2 separate regions of the Mus musculus genome follow, and region 1 is linked to region 2. The links are chromatin contacts, called in public Micro-C maps. All regions are on one chromosome and are shown on one strand. The core of a region is the stretch at or near the end of the contact, and the rest is flanking DNA. Distances in the headings are between cores, read along the strand shown.

Region 1 (6,993 bases), core at 2,619-5,118, 88 kb before region 2:
ACCTGCTACCTAGTCTCTAAACACAGTGAGGTCATATGACAACTATAAGCAGGGTGCTTGGTGACACTTCCCAGAGAAAAATTCAAAGCTCTATAGTGGCTCAAACAGTTTTACAGAACAACTGTATTACAAATATTATTTTCTAAAATGTGTGTGTGTACTCATGTGCCACAAGGTACATGTGACAATTTGTGGGAGTTATTTTTCTCTTCTATCAAATGAGTACTGGGAATGGAATTCTGGCCATTAGGCCTAGCAACAAATACCTTTACCTATTTGAAACATCTCACTGGCCAAATTAATTATTTTTAATTGGTGTATGTTCATTGTATGTCATTATGGATATCATAAAGGCATTTTTTCAAGTAAATTTTTATCACTTGCATTTCCACGCACTCTTCCTTTCTCCTTTCTCTCTGGATAATCCTCTTTGTTTCCCCAGCCTTGCTGCTACTTACATGTCATATCTTGCTGAGTTTGGCATGGACTTGAGTATGACATGGTTTCCTGCCCCTGGAACAGAACTAGTGGGGTGTGGGTCTTCACAAGTGTTGATGACTGCTATGGTTGTAAGGCTCGTTTGTATAAAATTGTACATATTTTTCACATTCCTTTTTTTTGAGGAATGTTCTGCCAAAGTTAATGACTCTATGATAGCTAGAGACAGCTTGAGTTCAGGAGGTGAGGGAGTGTCAGAACACTGTGACCTTCAGGATAACCCTTAAGGCTCTGGGAAAGAATGCTGAAAACACGAGTTTGAAAATTTATAATTTCTTAACTATGCAAAATATAAGGATACAATATGAATTGTATAAGGAGCTTCACAGATCTAAAGGAACAGAGGCAGCTGCCCTATGAGCCAGACTGTCAGAAACATACTAAGGAAGGAGATAGAGATTTAGAGAGTGGTGATCGCAAGGCAAGATCCCACACAGCTAAATTTTTTGCTTATGCTTATGAGTTCAAGGTCAGCCTCAGACAAAGCTAATTTAGGTCCAGGTATAGTCAGAATGGTAATTTCAGAGAAGGGTCCCACCCAGCTATCTTATTATCTTGCGGTCCCTATCTAAGAATCAAGGGGCTGGGGTCAGGTGGTGTTGATTCAAGATATAATCAAAAGGGAACCTGTGATAATGACTGAATTGATGTTTAAATAAAAAAGAGACTTTGTCTGCAAGAGATGAGCTATCCAGAGAGTTTTTTTTTGTTTTTTTTGTTTTTTTTAATATCAAGAGAAAGCTGTCTCAAGCAGAGCAGAATATAGAATACAATCTGAAAAGCTAAAGCAGAACACACACACACACACACACACACACACACACACTATAGAGACAAGAGAGGGGGCCGGGAAGGAGAGGGAGGGGGAGGGGGAGGGGGAGGGAGAACGCTAGTGAGCAATCTGGAAAGCCAAAGCTGTTTTGAGCAGAACACAGGATGTCAGTCTGGACTCACACTTTGACTTTGAGTCATTTGCTTTGCAGCTCTCAAATACCCCTTCTCTCAGAACCCCTCTCCAAGCCGAGGCTGGTCCTTGGCAATGTAAGTATATGACATATACATATGTAATATTTTAGGTATAAATATAAAACCCATGGTCTGCAAATGAGTACAAAACATGCCACATCTGTCTTTGTCTTATAAGAGGGATGTGGGGAAAGGGTGGTTCAGTAGCAGAAGTGATGGGATGTCTAACTCCAGCTTGCTTGAGACTTCTTTTTACTGGGTGCTGGAATCACTAGGGGTCACAGGAAGAGCAAGCTCTAAGGCACAGGCCTTCTCCCAACACTGTCATCATTTTGATTTTCCCACTGGCTGGAGCGAGTTACACAATCAGGGCCAGATTCAGGGTAAGTGGTTCTCACTGGAAGATAAGCAAAGCCAGAGAACAGAGATGTGGGCCAATGTGCTGAAGAGGTCAGCATAGGAACTTTGGGAAGGTCATGAAACAATCACCCCTCCAGGAGAGGCTAATTAGCATTTTTCAGACCACAGGGTGGAACCAAACCGAGGGTGGGGACACATTCAGCAGGACTGACCATTGCTCACCTTCAGACAAGGGAAGACCTTGTCACCTCATTCCCTAAAGACCAATCAGTTTAAAGGGTGCACTGTTCTGCCAATCATATTGTGCCTAGTTGCTGATGCTCTGTTCTGCCCCTGGAAACCATATAAAAAGTCGCTGAACTAGTGCTGGGGGTCGTCACCTCTCCTTCGGGTCTGGGACGATCCCAGTGCACTGGAACAATAAATTCCGATTGCGCCAGGTGTGGTGGCGCATGCCTTTGGTCCCAGCACTCAGGAGGCAGAGGCAGGCGGATTTCTGAGTTCGAGGCCAGCCTGGTCTACAGAGTGAGTTCCAGGACATCCAAGGCTACACAGAGAAACCCTGTCTCGAAAAACAAACAAACAAAATAAATAAATAAATTCCACGTGGTTCACTCAGGGGGTCCTCGGTAAGCTAAGGCTCCCTGGAGTCTTACAGTGCTTGGCAGGGGAGTGGTGTCCATTTTTGAAGTTGGTTATCTTGGCTAAGTTTAAAAGTGCCAAAGAAAATGAAACAAATAAAACTGAATGAAAGCTGGGTAAGCTTCCATGAATAGCCCTGCAACAGAAATGTAAGGGTTTAAATGGTTGCAGTATTCAATTGGAAAGATGTGAAATACTTTCTGGAATATCTGCCCCAGAGCTACACACCTCAAAAGCTGATGTGTTTATCCTTTGATTTGGACAGATTAGCCCAGGAATCATCCAGATCAGTTCAGGTGGGTATTTAACCTAGCTCCCAGAACGCGGTTGTCCAGGAAAAAGGTCTTTTTCCTTGTTCTTTAGGGCTGAGACATTTAAAGACACGTCAAAGGCAAACTGGTTTGAATTCAGACACGTTGTTGCTGACTGATGAGCCTGCTGTATCGGGAACACACGCTGGGAGCAAGACTCAGGTTCCCCAGGCTCTTCTACCAAATGAACCCAGAATCAAAATTGCAAATAATCCTTTTAATTCCAGCTGTTTTGGCCCAGGCCTTTAATCATGACTCCCCGGAAGCAGAGGCAGTCGGATCTCTTGAGTTTCAGGACAACCAGGACTGCATAGAGAACCCTGTCTAGAAAATCCAAATCAACCAACCAAATACTCCTTTAAATTCCAATTTTAAAACAAAAATTGCATAATGAAGGGAAATGGCTGTGTTGGCATACTTAGTCGTGCCTCATATCAAGGGCGTTGTTTAAGGCCTACAGAGGATCATTAACCATCAGAGCCCATCTTCAGACCTGGGGGCCCTAGGCTATCTCAGTTCTCCAGGACAGCGGCTCTCCTATCTCCGCAGAGGCAGAAGGACTTCAGAGTGCTAAGCTGCAACGGCTTTCCCGCTTTGCACTTGCTTGGGAGAGAAATTTTCCGTAGTAGGCCCTAGGTCTTTAAGGTTGGTCGAGCCCAGTGCTAAACTCAGATTCTGAGAACAAGGGTGGAGCAAGGCGTGATCCAAAAGCCCCGGGGTGATCCAAAAGCTTCAATAAACAAGTGAGGGCGGGTGCACCTGTGCCCGGATCTCCAAATCCCGTTCGCACCAGGGCTTCCGCCTCTAGACCTCATCCCCTGCCTGGAGCTTCGGCCCGCCCTTACTCTGGGCAATGACTAACAAGGCTGGACCACAACACTTCAGGCCCAGCTCCGAGATTTATGTCCTGCTGCAGCACGCGTCAGAAGGCCACTTCAGTCCAGGACCCTAAAAACCCCGCCCCCGTTCCTCCAGTCTCTCTCCAAGGCGCCTAGCGACCTTCGGCCCAGCGCCCCACGCGCAGAGGCGCTCTTCTCTGACGTACGGCGCTCTCAGAGTGACGCACAAGTCCCGCCCCGACCTCAAGCCCCGCCCAGGCTGTGGCCATTCCCCGCCTCTTGTATCTTGAACCGCTTCTCCCTGAGCTCAGGCGGCGTTTTCCGATCCTGCTGCGGTCTAGGTGGCGTTTCTGTCCGGCCACGAGAGACTGTATAGCCCCGCCGCCCGCGGGCAATGGTGCGGCGGAGCGCGCAGACGCGGGCGGCCCTGCGGTGGGTATGAAAGGAGGATGGAAGGGCAGGACGAGGTGTCGGCGCGGGAGCAGCACTTCCACAGCCAAGTGCGAGAGTCCACGGTGCGTGGTCGGGCGGTTCCCTGGTGCTGCGCCGCGCGTTGGACCCAGGAGCGCAGCGTAGACCAGCACGGTCCCATAGTTTCTTCCCGGACCCTTCACGCATGTTGGCCTTCCAGCACCCCACTGGGTCTGCTGCAGACTGACTCCGACGCCCCGCATCACTTGAGACCCGTTCACCTGCTCCCCATCTTCTCACCTCTGTCACCTCCTGCTCTGTCACCCTACTGCTCTCTCCTCTTGTAGGTCTCCCTCGCGCCACCAGCGTTCTCTCCCCTCCTTTCTGTCCTCTCCTTACCTATGTTCCCTCCCCTTCATTCTAACTTCCTATCTTTCTCCTGTCACCTTTATACCCACCCACCACCCCGTACCTATGTCTTCCTTCCGCTGCGTCACCTGTGCTCCTCCCTTTCCCTGAGCTCCCTCCTATCATTTCTGCCCGCTTCCAGTCACCTGTGCCCACCTCTGGTCACCTGAGTTCGGCTCTCCTCCCAACACTTGTAGCCCGTCATCATCGGACCTCCTCAGTCACCTACACTTAACCTGCGTCCATTTCTCCTATACTCTCCCTATGCGTCCATTCAACTCATCTGCACCTTTATCATCTGCTTCACCATCTTCACCTGAGTTTATCCCGCATCTCCTGCTAACTGAGGGTATAGGGTGATGGGTGGCTGCCTCTTTTCTTCTAGCCGGGCGTGGTACCTGGTATCTGGGCTGAGCTTGCTGTGGCTCAGCTGTAAGTACAGACACCTGGCTTCCCAAGCTTCCAGCCCTGCAGTGGCTCTGGCCTCCCACCCGCATCTCCCTATACTCACACCCTCTCTAAACCCCTCTATCCAGGACAGAGTTAAAAACTTCCCGAGGAGTGTAGACAAGTCTTTCGTAGGAAGGGCGAGAGCAGGAACCTACAGTGCTGTCAAACAACTGCTCTGGAAAGGATGGACCCCTTTCATCCTGCTGTTTCTAGCAGGTCAGGAAGCCAGCTTGGCTCCCTAAGGTCTCTTTTGATGAGTGCCTTTCAGGATGCCCTACACTATTGTAAAAGAATTAGTTTGTGTCCCCATAACTCTGCAAAGTATGTTCAAGTTACATATTTGCATTCACCTCTCTTCTAGTTCACGTTCCCCTCTCAGTCACACCCTTGGTTTGAGGGAAACATTCTGGTTCAGTTTGTGCAGTTACTGATTTTGAAAACTGAGAACTGGCTTGCCGAGTCATACTGAAGTAAGAGGAGATGCATTAAATCTGAGTTGATAGAGTTTAGTACAATGTAGTTGGTTAATTTTTATTTTTATTACTTCTTTGATTATTTCATACAATGTATTTTGAGCACATTCATCCCTCCCCAGCCCCTCCCGGACCTCTCTCCACATTCCCAACTTCATGACTTTTTTTTTTTTAAACCATTTGAATCAAATTTGTGCTGCCTTTCCATGCTTGGGTGTGTGGGCATTTATCGGAGGTTATGGTTGACCTATGAGTAGCGCACTTTAAAAAAAAAACTGACTCTTTTTTAGCAGCTGTCAGTTGTCAATAACTCCTCAGATAGGGGTGGGTCTTCATGTTTACTTCTTTCTTCATACTGAGATTTTTGACTGACTTGGGCTTGCCCAGGTTTTGTATGCATTGTTAAAAACCACCCTCAGTTCATTTGTATAGCTGCCATAACTGGAAACCCTGTCATAACTGGAAAACACTGGTTCTATATGGACATCCACTGCTTCTGGCTCTTACAATCGTTTTGCCCCCTCTTCCACAATTGTTTTAAATCTCAGGAAGAGGGGAATGATACAGAATTCCTATTTAGGGCTGAGCATTCATTCTGTAGCCTCATATTCTTTGTACCTTGGCCATTTTGGGTCTCTACACAGAAAGCATCTCTGATGAAGGTGAAAAGATGCACTAATCTCTGGGTTTAACAATAAGTCATTAGGAGTTAGTTTAATATGGTTTTCAGTTAGCAATATAGTAGTAGGTATAGATATAGGTTCTGTCCTAGGGTCTATGACTCTTTACACACAGAGTCTTGTCTCCAATTACAGTGCCAGGTATGAGGTTCATTTTGTGGAGTGGACCTTAAAGCCAATCAGAAAGTATTTGGCTACTCCCACAAATTATGCTATTAGGAAGGAATCTATAATTTTAAGTATGCCCTAGATACATTTTCTACAAAACATACTTGACTAATCATGGTTTCAGATGCAGAAATAGAATTTTGCTACCTTGCCAGAGACCCAGGCTTTCTCAACAGTTGTAACTTTTATCTTCTCTAAGTGTAACTGCTGCTCTGGTTTCTAAGGCTATAGGTTAATTTTGTTTTATTTTAAAAATTCTTTTATATGTATGAGTGTTTGTTTGTACTTATATCTGTATATCATGTATGTGCATGATGCCCATGGAGTCCAGAAGAGGGCATCAGATCTTTGGAACTGGAGTTAACAAATAGTTGTGAATTGTCATGTGGCTACTGGGAACTGAATCTGGGTCCTCTACCATTGAACTACAATGTCAGCCCAGAGAAGTGGCAGGTTTACTCATTCCTCTGTGCCTGGTGCATCTGGCGGTGGACTTCTGCTAGTTTCTGAAAGTTTTCTCAGGGTGGGTCTGCTCTGACACACTCAGGAATCTGAAATATGTATGACTGCTATGGTAATACAAGTGTATCCTTTTTAAGTTCTGAGAGCTGTTTTTGGGAAATCCTAGTGAGCACAAGTAGATCTCTCACAATTCTTGGAAATGGGCTGGAATACCTGTATTACTCCTTGTTTTTAGCATATTTAAGGTGGATGTCTAATTATTTCAACAACATACATTATCTTCCTCATTGTATTGTCCTTGTGCTTTGTGAAAGATCAGTTAGCT
Region 2 (6,737 bases), core at 3,844-6,343:
TTTTGGAATGTCTTCGTTTCTCCATCTGTAGTAATTGAGAGTTTGCTGGGTATCCTCTGCATCTGAGATTCTCTCCTCTGTTTCTTGTATTCTCTTGGTGCCTCCTGATTTCTTTCCTAGGTTTTCTATCTCCAGGTTGCCTCCCTTTGTGATTTCTTTATTGTTTCTATTTTTAGATCCTGGATGATTTTTTTCAATTCCTTCACCTGTTTGGTTGTGTTTTCCTGTAATTCTTTAAGGGATTTTTGTGTTTCCTCTTTAAGGGCTTCTAGCTGTTTACCTGTGTTCTCCTGTATTTCTTTAAGGGAATTACTTATGTCCTTCGTAAAGTCCTCTATCATCATCGTGAGATGTGATTATAAATCAGATTCTTGCTTTTCCGGTTTGTTGGGGATCCGGAGCTCACTGTGGCGGTGATGATGCCAAGTAACCTTGGTTTCTGTTGCTTATGTTCTTGCCCTTGCCTCTCCCCACGTAGTTATTGCTGGTTTTGCTATGTCTGACTGTGATTTGTTCCTCCTGTGCTCACAAACTTGCCTGCACTCTTGGCTGGCCAGGTGTTTCCTGGCAGTATTTGGGTATGGAGAACTGTGGTGCAGGATAAGTTCTGGGTGCAGATGGAAACCCAAATTCAATTTTTTCAATACAGAATTTCACTATGTAACTCAGGATGGCCTCGAACTTGCCTTCTGTCCCATTGTGGTGTTGAGCTGTGTCTTTTAGGGAATCTGATCATTCCTGCTCCAGGCTTCTGAGAGCTGGGATTGTAGTCATGGGAACTCATGCTCACCTTATCTTTCCATTTCTTCTTTCTTGGAATAGCTGCTTTATTAGAGCTCATGTGTTAAAATATGAGCCTCAGTCCTTTTGCTTCAGTGGACTCTTTGACATGCACACTAGGAGTGGTGACACATCTGAGCAAGTGTGTAAAGCCTGCAGCAGATGGTGACACTGTTTAAGGATAGGTAGGGAGAAGACTGTACTCTTATAGCAGCACATTGAGCTAGGGCATTTCTTCTTTGTATTGTGTTCAGGATTTTGGAGATGTGATGTCAGTTTTCCCTGTGCCTGACCCTCAGGTGTTAGCTAAGATCAGCTAACTCTTTGTTTTTTTTTTTTTTTGTTGTTGTTGTTGTTTTTGTTTGTCTGTTATTTTTTTCCGAGGCAGGGTTTCTGTGTATAGCTCTGGCTGTCCTGGAACTCACTCTGTAGATCAGGCTGGCTTTGAACTCAGAAATCCGCCTGCCTCTGCCTCCTGAGTGCTGGGATGAAAGGGGTGTGACACTGCTGCCTGGAGTGTCTGGGTCTTTGTAACTTAGATCTTTAAACCATTCTCAGTATGAGATGCACAAATTCCAGAATCCTAAGAAAAAAGGCACACTTATAAGTTTGTTGTTAGAAGTCAGAGGCGCAGGGATGTAAATCTTTGAACTTACAGAAACAAACTGCCTTTGCCTAATAGTTTCCAAGTTGACAAGTCTGGTCTTTGAGTCTTTTCAAGGTCAGAATCTGTTTTATGTTAAAATATTCATGAGTTTTGTATTATAGTCAAGTCTCATAACTGGCAGCATTCTCATTTTATATGAAAAAACAAAACAAAACAAAACAAAAACGAATGCAATTTGTGTATTACCAGTAGAGTTCTTAGTAGTGCTGTCCCGCAAGCAGTTCTCCAGTTGGCCACTAGAGGACTCCAGAGGCTGCTAGGTGCCCTTCCTGATTATAGATGTCAGTTTCCTAGCCCAGTGTCCCCAGTGTCAAACAGCCTGCCATACCTTGATTAGAACCACAAATCAAGATGGAAATCCACAAATGTAGTCTTCTGGGAACTACTAGGAAAGTAATAGTTAAAAAAGTTTCTGAAAAATACTGGAATGATTGATTTTCTTTTGTGTGTGCTTTATTTCAAGTTTAATATTTTTGAAAAATATAATTTAAAAGTCACTCTAAACATAAACCAAAAATATCTAGTGCTTTCTCCAAATCAACATAGATTTATATAAAAACATAATGTAAAGTTTTTAAGCACGTATACATTTTTTTCCCTTCCCTATAGCCAGCTTTATGCTTTCAGGTAGAAACCTGGTTGTTCATGAGATGATGTAAAGTATTAAAATGCTGTTGCTGTTGTGTTTTAAGGGAATCCGAGCCCGCATTTTGGAAACTCTGGTTATGCTGCTGCTTCTTGCGTTGCTGATTCTTGGGATGGTGTGGGTGGCTTCCGCCCTGATTGACAGTGATGCTGCCAGTATGGAGTCTTTATATGGTACCTGATTATTGTTTTAGCTAGTTCCTATGATGGGCACCTGAGTTTGGGATATAGTTATATCTGTTTTGTTTTGTTTGAGACAAGATTTCTTGGTATAACAGCTTTGGCTGTCCTGTAACTTGCTTTGTAGACCAGGCTGGCCTCAAACTCAAAGGAGATCGGCCTGCCATTGCCTTTGGAATGCTGGGATTAAATGTGTTTACCTCCATGCCCAGCATGTTTTATATACTTTAAAATAAATCTTTGTGTGATGAACTTTCTGTTAACTTACAGAATTTAGATGTCTTTAGAGATACTTAAAGCAGTGAATATTATTCATTTGTTCAACATACTATGCAGTGTTTGATATATATTTAATTAATTGTTTTTTGTTCTTAAAATTTCATGGAGCATTTTCTCCCTTTGAAACATTTCTCAAAAGGGTTATTTATTATTTTCTTACTTTAGATCTTTTTATTCTACAATTTAGAAACTAGACTGCTTAATTTACTTAAATAGGCAATTACAGTGTTCATCATATATTTCTACTTATTAAGATAAAGCAGACTATTTTAATGTGCCACGCTTTCACTTACTAAAATGTGCTGATATTTTTACAGATCTCTGGGAATTCTACTTGCCCTATTTGTATTCTTGCATTTCGCTGATGGGATGCTTGCTGCTTCTCTGTAAGTACTCTTCAGTGTGACACTGACAGGAAAGGGAGTTTGTCTTGGACCCTGGAAAATTGTGCCAGTTTCCTAATTGAAACTCCTTAATGATGGGGGCTGTTTTTCGAGTTGGCCTTTTTTTATTGTTCTAGATAGATTTTATTAAGCAGAACTGTGAAATAATTGGATAGTTTGTTCACTAAGCCTTTTGCACTGGGTTGAAGACACACACACACACACACATATACACGCACCACAGAACTCTTTAACAGTATCCCATGTCCCCCTCCCTCCATGTCTCCACCATGTACACATTCTTTACGTCTACTTCTAGTCCAAATATTAACACTAGATCACTTTAAATGGCAAGAATACAATTCTACTTGATGAATTTGTAGTCTTTATTTCAAAATCTGTTTGGTTTTACTGAAGACGCCACACTCGATCTTAGGGATAGTTTAAGTTGTCAAACAGTTCAAAGGACTTGTGACTGTAGCTGTCACTCTTAGATACTCTCTTTGGGCTCTCAGTCCTCACAGGTGACATGGTCTGTGTGCTTTTTCTGGGTCTATTTAGTTTGTTTTAAGCAGAGAGTGTTCATCCTCTAGGATCTTGACCATTATAGCCACTGTTTATTCTCACCTTCCCTGTGATATGCTTGCCCCCCACACTGCCTGAGCTCCTCCCTGGGGGAGGTGAAGGGCCTCCTGACAGAGGACCTGGAGAAAGCTAAGCTCAAGATGAGAGTGGACCTAAGATGTTCCTTAGGTTGCTTTGCCTGTCTCTCTGCATGCTGAGAACCTCTTTCTTACCAGTCACCTCATTTCTACAGTGTGTACTCCAGTTGGCCTGTCCCGTATGTTCACAGTCATGGGTCAGTTGCTGGTGAAGCCAGCGGTAAGTATTTTATTTGTGTTTGCTAAATACTCATGCTTATATTTTTGATTATGTAAAAATATTTAAAAAGCTGAGGACAATATTTTTGTTAGTTTATCATTCAAATTTTTTTTCAAATTTTTAACTTTTTAAATTAAGTTTTTAAATCTTGGAAAGAAAGTCTATTTTTCCTTTTGAAAGTACTAAGCACATGCATTTAAGTAGAGTTTGTATAGAAAAATCTCAAGGCAGAATTTTCAGGCATCTGTAAGTATTTGTGTGTTCACCACCCTGCATCCAACTGTGATGGTATCTGTTTCAAAGTTGATCACATAGCTGACCAGGTTGTGGATGCCTCTGATTCTACAATAGGAGAGGCCTGGGGATTGTGAGTTCATGACTATTTGGGACACAGAGTGAGAGCTGTCTACAGCTAAAACAAATAAATCAACCAGATTCCCTAAACACACATAAAACAGGAACAAAACCAAAATTGCCCATATTTATGCTTCAATTTATAGACCAGTTTCTGAAAATATGTACATTGTGTTTGAATTATATCTTACCTCTCAGAAATGTTATATATTTATTTTAAAATGACTTTTAGTGGATAGTAATATCTGTTCCTGTTTTTTGGTCTTTGAACTATTTTACAGATCATAGCTTCTTAGCTACCGCTAGAAAATCTGTCCTTTAAATTGCTCCCCTGAATCCCCATTGCCTACACACCCAGTCTCAGCTGTCTACATGTTTAGGGTTTCCCAGCGTCACATGCTGCCCCCACTTCTGCTCCTTCACAGACTGTCATAACAGCTTGAAGCTGCCTTGCTGCTGTCCACAGGGATGTTCAGGCACCACTGTAGTCACCGTTGTGTGCCTTCTCCACAATTACTGGTGTTAGTGGCTTGTACCTGGCCAGAAATACTTGCTGAGCCATTTGACTGTGTGTCTGTCCTCCCTTTGTGATGATTTCATTAAATGGGGACATACTGAGGCAATATTGCGATAGATGATCTTTCGGTAAACTCTTGTTTGATTTTGAAAGTTACATTCTCTCATTTAGTTCCCTCTAAAAGAGGTTTTGTAATACTGAATTTATTTAGTTTTTTTCTACTTCTCATTTTTTCCTTTTTTCTGTAGACAAGTTTTCAATTCCCATTCTTGGTCTAAGATTTTGTTTTTACTTTGCCCTGTGCTCTGGACCTTCTCTGTCACCTGCACCTCTTCTACAGATGGCAGTGAGAAAATAAGGAAGCTACTTACAGTCTGCCAAGTGCTGTTGACTTAGCTCAGCACTTCGAGCTCCACCTCCTCATTTGTAAAGCAAAGTGCTTCTGAGTCACCTGCCCCAGACGGCCGTATTAACAGCACTTCCACAATTTTAGTTGTCTTTACTTTTTCCTAACACCCAGTGACAGTGGCTCATTGCTGAATTCATCTGCCCCATGCTGGTTCTAAGTGCTACATGTGACACTCAGTTTCATTTCATCTTGATGACAAGCCACGTGTTGGGTGATGCTAGTCTGATTTTCTAGGAACGTAGTCCAGGGAGGCCGAGCAGCTGGTCACAGAGCCTAGTAAACATAAGTTTGAACCCGGAACCCAGGCTCAGACCACTGTCTTCTAGTCCTTCATGAGTTCAAGACTGGCCATTTCTTCCACATGATCTTGCCTTCTCTCTACCTCTGTGTTGGCACGTGGCTTCCTCTGCCTGCAGTGCCTGTCACCTCTTGTAGTTTTGGCTGTCAGTCAGCTGTTGTACTATAGCCACCAGAAACATTGGGGAGCATTCTCTCTCCTCACCTGGAGGTACTTTTTCCTTCTGATCTTGGCTAACATTTTATTTAAGCCTCAGTTTTGACATTTATTTTAATCTCAAAGTTACTGTGTGGAATTCTTGTCTTGGTTGCTGTCTCCATGGGTGCCCATGTCTAGTTTCCTGTTAGTCCACAGTAGGAATGAGCCAAGAACCTGAAGGCACTTGGAGTTTCTCCATGAAGTTTTTGCTTCTTAGGCTAGGAAGTGGCGAAGATGCTGGGATACTCAGAGGCACATGGCATCCTGTTGCCATTAGCTATGGTTAGCATTATCAATCATTTATCCTCTAAAAGGAAAATCCTTAAAGTGTTAGGCTTTAGAATGGGGAACATGATCATTTTAAATCCAAACAGTGGAAAGTGATAGGAAATAAGAGAGAGTACTTGTCCCTACCCCCAAGAGTAACAGTCTTGGGTTACTCTCTGTTCGTTATCCAGGTGACCTCATCATAGCTCATGCCTGCTGATGACCTCATGCTTTCTAGCATATCGTGCTTCTTAGCCTTGGTGAGGTCTCCTGAGAGGTTTCCTTCCCCGTCGTCCTCTCATGTGATGGTTATTCTGTGCCTTTGTTTATTATCTACTTTTTCTTATTTTTTTTGTTTTTATCGTTTTATTACTCCCAGTGTGGATCTAGCGGCACATCTATTTTATAGAAGCTCAGTGTCAGGCTGAAGGGACCATAGAAACTTGTGAAAGGATTGGAAAACAGTGGATTGTTTTATGAATGTTTTCAGATGGGGATCACATAATTTTAGAGCAACTTGTCAGGTGGGCAGGTGCACAGAAACAGTTATACCATCCTTACTTTCCTCCAGCAACTCTCACCTTTTTATTGCTTTGCTGGAATCAGTAACTTGAGCTTGAGCGAGAGGGAGCAATGCTATTAGCTTTTATACTTCCTTCAGAGCCAGGAAGACAAGAGTATTTTCTTAGGACAGCAGGTTAACAAGGCCAGAGCTGAATAGAAGTTTTAGGTTTTGTCAGTTTTGAGACAGTGAAGACACTATCCCACTAGGGGGTGAATGATGAGTGCCTGTTTGTAAACACGCTACTTCTCTAGGGCTTTGTCTCGAAGGATTTTATGATTTGAGCTTCCCATACTCAATGGAAGTACTTACTATA

Evidence for each region. A called contact is a pair of places that touch in the nucleus more often than the background predicts.
Region 1: a contact with region 2 is called in a Micro-C map of macrophages, with 2.8 times the contacts expected there. The contact joins the promoter of Lmbr1 here to the enhancer-like site in region 2. A contact is called at or near these places in 1 of 484 Hi-C or Micro-C datasets (macrophages), 1 of 115 datasets of contacts at active chromatin or transcription factors (pancreatic cancer cells) and 2 of 9 other capture datasets (adipose tissue and pancreatic islet).

What each region holds. Positions count from the first base shown.
Region 1 is chr5:29,375,265-29,382,257 of GRCm38.p6, reverse strand. Lmbr1 (limb region 1) reads left to right here and starts at 3,868. Exons shown (of 17, transcript NM_020295.3): 1 at 3,868-4,131. The coding sequence starts at 4,066.
Region 2 is chr5:29,288,352-29,295,088 of GRCm38.p6, reverse strand. Lmbr1 (limb region 1) reads left to right here. Exons shown (of 17, transcript NM_020295.3): 6 at 2,140-2,266; 7 at 2,869-2,937; 8 at 3,752-3,816. Among named protein-coding and RNA genes, the nearest start is that of Gm42244, 18 kb to the right of the region's middle. Within about 2 kb of position 5,093, at least 28 of the 459 cell types and tissues checked have an H3K27ac peak or open chromatin away from gene starts, as enhancers often do. A contact at or near this core is called in macrophages, where this site is marked.